Linked DNA regions of Gossypium hirsutum: region 1 is linked to region 2. A link is a contact called in public Hi-C data. All regions are on one chromosome and are shown on one strand. Each heading gives the region's core, a stretch centred on a gene start, on an enhancer-like site or on the middle of the called end of the contact. The rest is flanking DNA. Distances are from core to core; before and after follow the strand shown. Region 1 holds the start of LOC107887293 (TORTIFOLIA1-like protein 3). Region 2 holds the start of LOC107887285 (protein-L-isoaspartate O-methyltransferase 1).

Evidence for each region. Hi-C and Micro-C count contacts between places; a contact is called where the count stands out from the background.
Region 1: a Hi-C map of leaf shows a contact between it and region 2, with 2.7 times the contacts expected there. The contact joins the promoter of LOC107887293 here to the promoter of LOC107887285 in region 2. A contact is called at or near these places in 2 of 34 Hi-C or Micro-C datasets (both in leaf).

What each region holds. Positions count from the first base shown.
Region 1 is chrA03:24,418,044-24,421,877 of Gossypium_hirsutum_v2.1, forward strand. It overlaps LOC107887293 (TORTIFOLIA1-like protein 3), which reads right to left and starts at 1,923. Exons shown (of 5, transcript XM_016811483.2): 1 at 1,036-1,923; 2 at 813-921; 3 at 3-535. The coding sequence starts at 1,818.
Region 2 is chrA03:23,713,423-23,717,194 of Gossypium_hirsutum_v2.1, forward strand. LOC107887285 (protein-L-isoaspartate O-methyltransferase 1) reads right to left here and starts at 1,951. Exons shown (of 5, transcript XM_016811474.2): 1 at 1,756-1,951; 2 at 1,054-1,257; 3 at 607-877; 4 at 9-173. The coding sequence starts at 1,761.

The DNA of each region.
Region 1 (3,834 bases), core at 673-3,172, 700 kb after region 2:
ACCTGTAGAAGATCTAGTAGGCTAGATTGCTGCTTTTCTATCTGAACCAGTTGGGTGCGGATCAAAGATAAATCCTCGCAGTCCTTGTGGTTTGAGCTGAGATTTTCAGAGGCAGTACTAACCATAACAGTGGATTCTGGGATTTCCTCTTGACAAGGAGCAACACGAGAGCCAGACTTTGAACCACTGATTTTGTGCGTCTTGTCATCGGAATTCTTATTACTGAAAAGGGACCGCCTTATTTCAGACTTTGCAGATCTCGCATTCTCATTATTCCTCCTCTCCTGAAAACCATTCTCACGAGCCCTTGGCAGAGTAGCAGCAAGAGGAGAAGCAATATCAACCCTCCGGTCTAGGGGCTTCTTGCCATTCGTTTCTTGAGTGGTTGCCTTTAAAGGACTTCTCTTCCTCCCTGGGGTTGCAAAGGAACCATCAGGTGAAGTTGACCTTTTTGTTGAAGTAGGCCTCTTAACAGCGATATCCGAATTAGATGAAATTTTGGCACCAGGCGGACGGCATCCATCACTTGCATTCTCTGTTATTAAAACAGAACCAAATCCAGTAAGTAAAAATAAGTGTGTACATATCAGATTCATGCCGCCACAAGTGTTAAAAGTATTACACAATACGGATCATATCAATCTCGGCAAAGACTTAAAAAATAAGCAATGACCAAATAACCAGCTCACAACAAAGATGCATTGATCCTATGCGACATTTCTAATTCGGATAAAAGAAAATCTACCGGATAAACTAGTACAGATTAGCCAAGAAATCCAACTTCCATCAAGCAGAAGCAGATCACCATATACCTCTCGAAGAAGCCTGTGATCGAGGCGGTGGAGACGCCTCTTCTGAAACATCCGGAACCTGCTTCCACGCCTCCAACATCTGACTCATAACCTCCCTGGCGGCCTTTACCTATAAGATCCACATCCAAATATGGCAAAAAAGAAAAGAAGCAATTAAAAATAATAATATAAACCAAAATACAAATGATCTCACCAGAATTTGAATAAAAATTAAGTTAAAAACCTTATCAAATCTTCTAGCCTCGAAGACTTTCATGCAACCAGCTTTGAGCTCAGCCAATGAATCTCTCTCAACCACCGCTAACCTCCCAAGCGCCTCTGCCGCTCCCTTTCTCGCTGCCCAATCATGACTACTCAAGACCCCAATCAAGCACCCCACCAATGCTTTCATCATCTCATCACCCAAATTTGACGCCCCACCCGATCCGATCACACTCCCGATAACCACCAAAACTGCCGCCTTAGCCTTATAACCTTCAACTTTCACGAGTTTCTCCAGCTTCGTTAACATCTTCCCCAGCCTAACTGGATCTGGATCCGGTGATCCATCGATCGCCGCCGCCAAACACAATGCCGCCCCGATCTGCGCGTTCGGTTCTTGCTCTGTGAAAAGCGCATCGCTCAAAGGCTTCAAAAACGAAGATGAGAAGTTGCACTTGGTGAGGTTAACGGAGAGAGCTGAGACGGCGTCGACGCAGGCGGAACGGACAACGGAATTGGGGTCCCGCAGGCGACGGAGGAGGCTAGAGAGGATTTTAGGGAGGAAATGAGGGAAAGAATTCGGATAACTAACAGCCAAAACAGAAATGAGCTTCACGCATTGCTTTCGCACTCCGCTTTTATCGGAGGAATCGACCGCAAGAATACAGGAAATGAAAGTCGGAAGTGATGTGGCATCAAGGTTTCTAGCAATGGAGTCGAGCTCAGCAGCTGCGAGAGAGAAGGTGTCTCGATCGCCGAGCTTGTTTAGGAGGGTGTTAACTTTTAGTTTAAAAGGTTGCGCCATTACTCTTTTACTAATTTTATGGCAACGGCGGAGCAGCCGACGGTATCATTGGGCGGCTCCCCAGTGGTGGGAAATCTCCAAGATCCATTCAGGCCTTTATAATTTAAGGTGAAGAAGGAGAGTCGTTAAAAGAAAGTAAGAAAAGGGTCAAATTCTGACAAAAAGTCCTTGTACTATGTATTTTTGGTATATTTAGTCCTATACTATAATTTGTTCGAAATGTTATTTTAAATCCTATGACCAAAATTTTCCATTAATTGTATCAAATAATTTCACATGATCATTTATATACATTGACATTTCTTAATATAACTGGACCAACTTTTTGCACTTTATGAAAAAGAGATTATTTAACTATAAAATAAAATCAAAGTGTGTATGCCATACGTTAAAAAATAAATAAAGACACAAAAACATTTGATTTTATAATTGAGATTAGAAATAAGAGGAACTGAATCTTCTAGAAATACATAGTAGAGGGACCGTTGACAAAAATTTACCTAATAAAAGAAGCAGGTGAAACGGTGGCGTTTTAAGCAGGTCATGGCAGCTGTCTGGTAGCTTTTATTATTATTATAATTATTATTTTTATATGAGTTAATTTCACCAGACATCCCCAAATGACTGTCCTCATTTTAAATTGGTCCCAAAACTTCAAAACATTCTAATTATAGCTCAAGTTATCAATGTTGTGTCAATCAAGTCCTTTTATTAAATTTATTAATTTAAAAGTTAAATGATACGTCAAATATTACGTAACTAAATTTAAAATGAAAACTTTTAAAAAGAAAAACAGCTAAAAATAAAGTAAAATTGAACAAAAAAGTTAATGATAAAACTTCTTTAAAAGCTTTGAAAACCTCAAAACTATACATTTTTTTTAAAACATCTATTTTTATAATATTAGTTTTTTTCCTAAAATTTTCATTTTAAATTATGCCATTTAAAATTTAATGTGTCATTTAACAGTTAAATTAACAATTTTAATAATATAAGGATCAAATTACTATACCCTCAATAGTTTGGGAATATAATTAAAATAACTTAGAGTTTAGGGACTAATTTAGAATGAGGGTCATAGTTTAGGGATGTTTGTGTAATTAACTCTTATTATGTTTGTACTCTACTCAAGGTGGGAATAGGGTTGTCAACAATGATAAGGGAATAAGCAGATCTGGCAAATGGCAATTCTTGCTTAGGATTTAATTTATTTTTTCAAACAGAGTACTGTCGCTATTAATTAATTAATTAATTATTTTAACTTATTGTCATTTAAGGCTTGCAGTTGGAATCAGCATGAGGAGATAACTTTATAAATCTGCAAATATCCAATAATATTTCATTAAAATATCACATACTTAGGGTAAGGAACTATAGTTGTTAATTTTCTTCAAAAGTTTTTGGAGGTTGAAAATTCGTTTTCATCAGTAAATTTTCTCAAAGGTACTATGGACCGACAGATGTCTGACCCTCAAAATCATTACTTTTCTCACTAGGTAATCATGTATATGTATTTTTGGGTAAATTGCATTCAATGTTATTAAATTATTATGTTTTAATCATTTAATTTCAAAATGCTACAAAATGGTTATTGAATTATTTGAAAGTTTTCATTTAAGTTATGGAGATGTTAAAATCACTACTGTATGACCTTTGTTTGCATTGTTTTCACCAATTCAAAATTTCTCTTTTCATTCTCTTCTACAGTTCATTTTTTTATGAAATAACTTAAAATATTCTAACTTTATGAATCAAAATTCAAATAAATATTTCTCCGATCATCAACACTGATTGTCAGATCAATTTGGATCTAAGGTATGTTCTTTTACTCGTCAATGGGTATTGATCCACCATATCGATTATAGAATCATCGTTTGGAGCTTGCTAGCAGAATTTTTTTAGAAAAGAAAAATTAACAACCCGGTGACTTAAATAAAAACTTTTGCATAGTTTAGTGACCTATGAAAACTTTTAAATAGTTTAATGACATTTTGTAACTTTTTGAAGTTGAGCGAT
Region 2 (3,772 bases), core at 701-3,200:
GTACATACCGCCAGCATGCACTGAAAGAGAACCTCCTTTCAATGGCGAAGCCGCAGCACTTTTTTCAATATTTTTTATAGAAGAAGCAACCAATTCAGGAATATGTTCCACACCAATAGCACGACCCTGTGGTCCAACCATTGTTGCAAAACAAGCAGTCAAGTACCCCGTTCCTACAGAACAAATGCATGATGAAAACTAAAATAAGCCTTTCCACAAGAAAAGGAAAATAAAAATATTAGACTGCTATCAATGACTAAATTATGCAAAAAGTGTTATGATAATGATCCAAAAAGCCTTCGGACACTTGAAAGTTTATAACACTAGTGTTCTTCAAACAACCTTTCGTTTTCCCGCCACTACCATAGAGTCGTAAACACTTGAGATTGGATTTTGATGGTTTCACTAAAAACATTTCCTAAATGCAGGATGATTGGATGCAGCCATCAACTAGTATGGTCGACTGTTTCTCAATGACCATTGACAAAGTGAGATTAACATCAAGAGAATAAGTGCAGCACATTTGATATTCCACCATTTCAAGAGAGTAGTATATATGAAAGAATCTGAAAAGCACAGATACGACATAATGGAGTGAAAAGAGACCTGAACCAATGTCTAAAGCATGCATGCCGGGCTGCAAATTTTCCTCCAATAACTGAAGGCAGGTAGCATGCATATGAGGTGCAGAAATGGTGGCATTGTAACCTATTGCCATTGGACTATCGACATAAGCTGGGGTCCCATCAGGTACAAATAATGCTCTATCAATAGTCTCCATTACTTCAACAACCTTCTTTGATGAAATCACTCCATATCGCTGCAACTGCTCCACCATTTGTTTGTTCTTGTTGGTCCCACTTCCACCCGAGTGGTGCTAACAAATCATTACCAAAAATGTTTAGCACAAAGTCACCATTGAACCGAAAAACAACAAAAGGAAACAGAAATACTGAAATAAAGCCACTGAATGCTACACGAATCAACCACTGAAAATGCCTATGGCCATAACTAATTTTATTTTCAAGGCAAGCCACAAAATAACAGAGGAACCTCAGACAGAGAAGTTGAACAAGCAATCATTGGTATAGACGTCATCGCAGGTCCAATGCCCTCCTTATCAAGGGCAGCCACGGGCTGAGTTCGCAGGTCCGAAGTCGATGGACATGCTAAATTATCACTAGACATGGCACAATGGGCCCCAATGGAAATAGCCAATAGAACATAGCATCCCCAGGCTACTTGACATACCGGACCCTGTACCAGGAACTACCTCAAATGATGTCTTTTGCACCAATAATTACATCCACAACATAAAATTCCCACCTTCTGGCAAGTTCACAAAAATAACAATCAAATTGCAATATGTTTTGTTTAAATTCCTAGATTATGAATCTTACAAAATTACACTAATTGAACCTATTATGTTAGTAAAAGTCCAAAAAATATTCAACAATTCAAACAATTCTATATATATAACAAAAGCTAGTTCTTCAAGCTATCATTGATGATCACCCTAGAAATTCTCAGAAACCGTCCCTAAATTATTCCTTTTCTATTTTTGATGATCAACCAAGACAATAGTATCATTTTTTGAAAACCCAAACTCAAAACCAAAGTAATAAACAAAAAAAGAGAGGAAAAAAAACACCATTTCCCCGTAATCAGAAGGAAAACAAAACCCAGAAACCAAAACTGTTATTAAGCATAAAAGTGAAGCGAGAGAGAGGGAAGAAAAAGGAAAGAGTAAGGCACCTCCATCCTGAAAAACAAGGGGTTATCCTAAGAAGAAAATTGAAGTTAGGGAGCTAAAAGATTGATTAATAAAGGAAGAATCGAACAAAATGAAGAAGCAGCAGAGCGTGGATGAAGAAAGAAGGTACTAGGGTCAGTTTCCATTAGTATAATATGGCTTGCTAGCTTTGCTCACTCGGAGCTGACTCATCTGGTTGGCCCAACACTGACGATACTCTCTTGGGCTTACTTTTGTAATTGATAATTCTTCCATGGATCAATGATGATAGCAAATTTCCGGGCCTTTAGTTGTTTATGAAATTGTTCTTGGTTTAATTCCATGCCCTTTTCTACCAATGATACATTTTTGTGGGCTTGTTTGGTAAGAATTGTTCGGATTAACTTTTTAAGTTGGAAAGTTGAGTTAAAATTTAGAAGGTTAATATTAGGGTAGAAAAATAAGTTTTAAAAAAATTAGGCTCTTTTAAAATATGGATTAGACTCTAATTTTAATATTCAAAGCCCAAATTCGGCCTAATCTGTTCGATTTTTAAGTATATAATATGTTATTTTTCTTTTCTTTTCTTTTATGTATTATGTTATTTATATATAGAAGTTAAGTATATTATGTTATAATGTAAATATAAATTTTTTTAATAAAATAAAAAATATAATGATAGTATACTTATATATAATTACTAAATATTAAAAAATAGTAACTTTTTTTTAAAAAAATAATACAAGGGAATCTAGATAAATTCAACCTAACTGTTTACAATTATGAACTAATTTAAATAAAATTTTAAACTCATATTTCAAATTAGATCGAGCTTAAATAACTACCAATTAGTTTAGCGAGGAGATGAAGATGGTAGTGTGAAAAAGATTGGCTAACCAGTTAAAATGCATAGGACTAAATCGATTTTAGTTTTAAGGAATCCATGAACTGACACTCTTATTACTTGTTAGTAAAAATAATCCACCTTAAAATAATACGGCTTAGGTTCTGGGACTATAATAATCCATAAGCTAATATCGGTAATTCCTCAAGCGTGCAAAAGGCTTGTTATCTTGAGGCTTGGGTTTTGGAACTAGAAATGGAAATTCAAAACTTGAAGGGCAAGATCAGGAAGCTGCATGATGAGCTAGTGGTTAAGGACTTGAAATCAACATTATTGCATAGTATCATCATAGTTTACTAGGTCATCTATTTGATAAACTAGACCATCATGAACAACTTCTATCCTAAGGAAACTATCCCCCTAAGCCAAAGCTTTTTATGATGTTGACCATTTTCAAGTTCATCACTTGGAATAATATCATGACTAAAACCTCTTGGATTATTGTATTTCCAATGGGTTTCGAGACTTGAACTTGTTTATGTAACTTTTCCTAAGGAATGTCTTACAAATCGACACTGTGTCCATTTGGTCCTTTGGATTATAAAATAGCTTACCCCATTTTCTTTTTGAATATTCTACAAATATGCATAACTTTTGCTATTAACTTTGATTTCCCACGCTTTTAATATAATAGCATTTAAGATAAATTTTATATATTATATTTTTCTAAGCCATTTAGTGAAAATATGTTTTAATTTATCCAAATGTTTTTGAGTCAATACCAAAGTGTTCTAAGATGTTTAAAATGTTCTTAAGGAACTTTCGTAGTCAAGTCTTAAGACGTAGTCCTGAGACATAGGACTATATGTCTCAAGACATGAAATTTTAAAACTAAAATTTTGCTTTATGGGTTCCATGTTTAGAGACATTGGCATGTTTGTCTCGAGACATAGCCAACCAACGACTATATAATGACTATTTTTCAACCATATCTCGAGACATCTTGCCATGTTTCATGACCTGGGTTACAAGGATAGTTTTTACGCACAAACTTAATGCTCTCAACGGCAAGAATTTATCTCTAACGACCCATAAATGTTCACAAATTCATTCCTTAAAAAAATACAAGTCAAAGATAGATCAAGACACAAGATGGAGATATCCAAGCATCAAACACAAGAGAAAAGTATTCAATT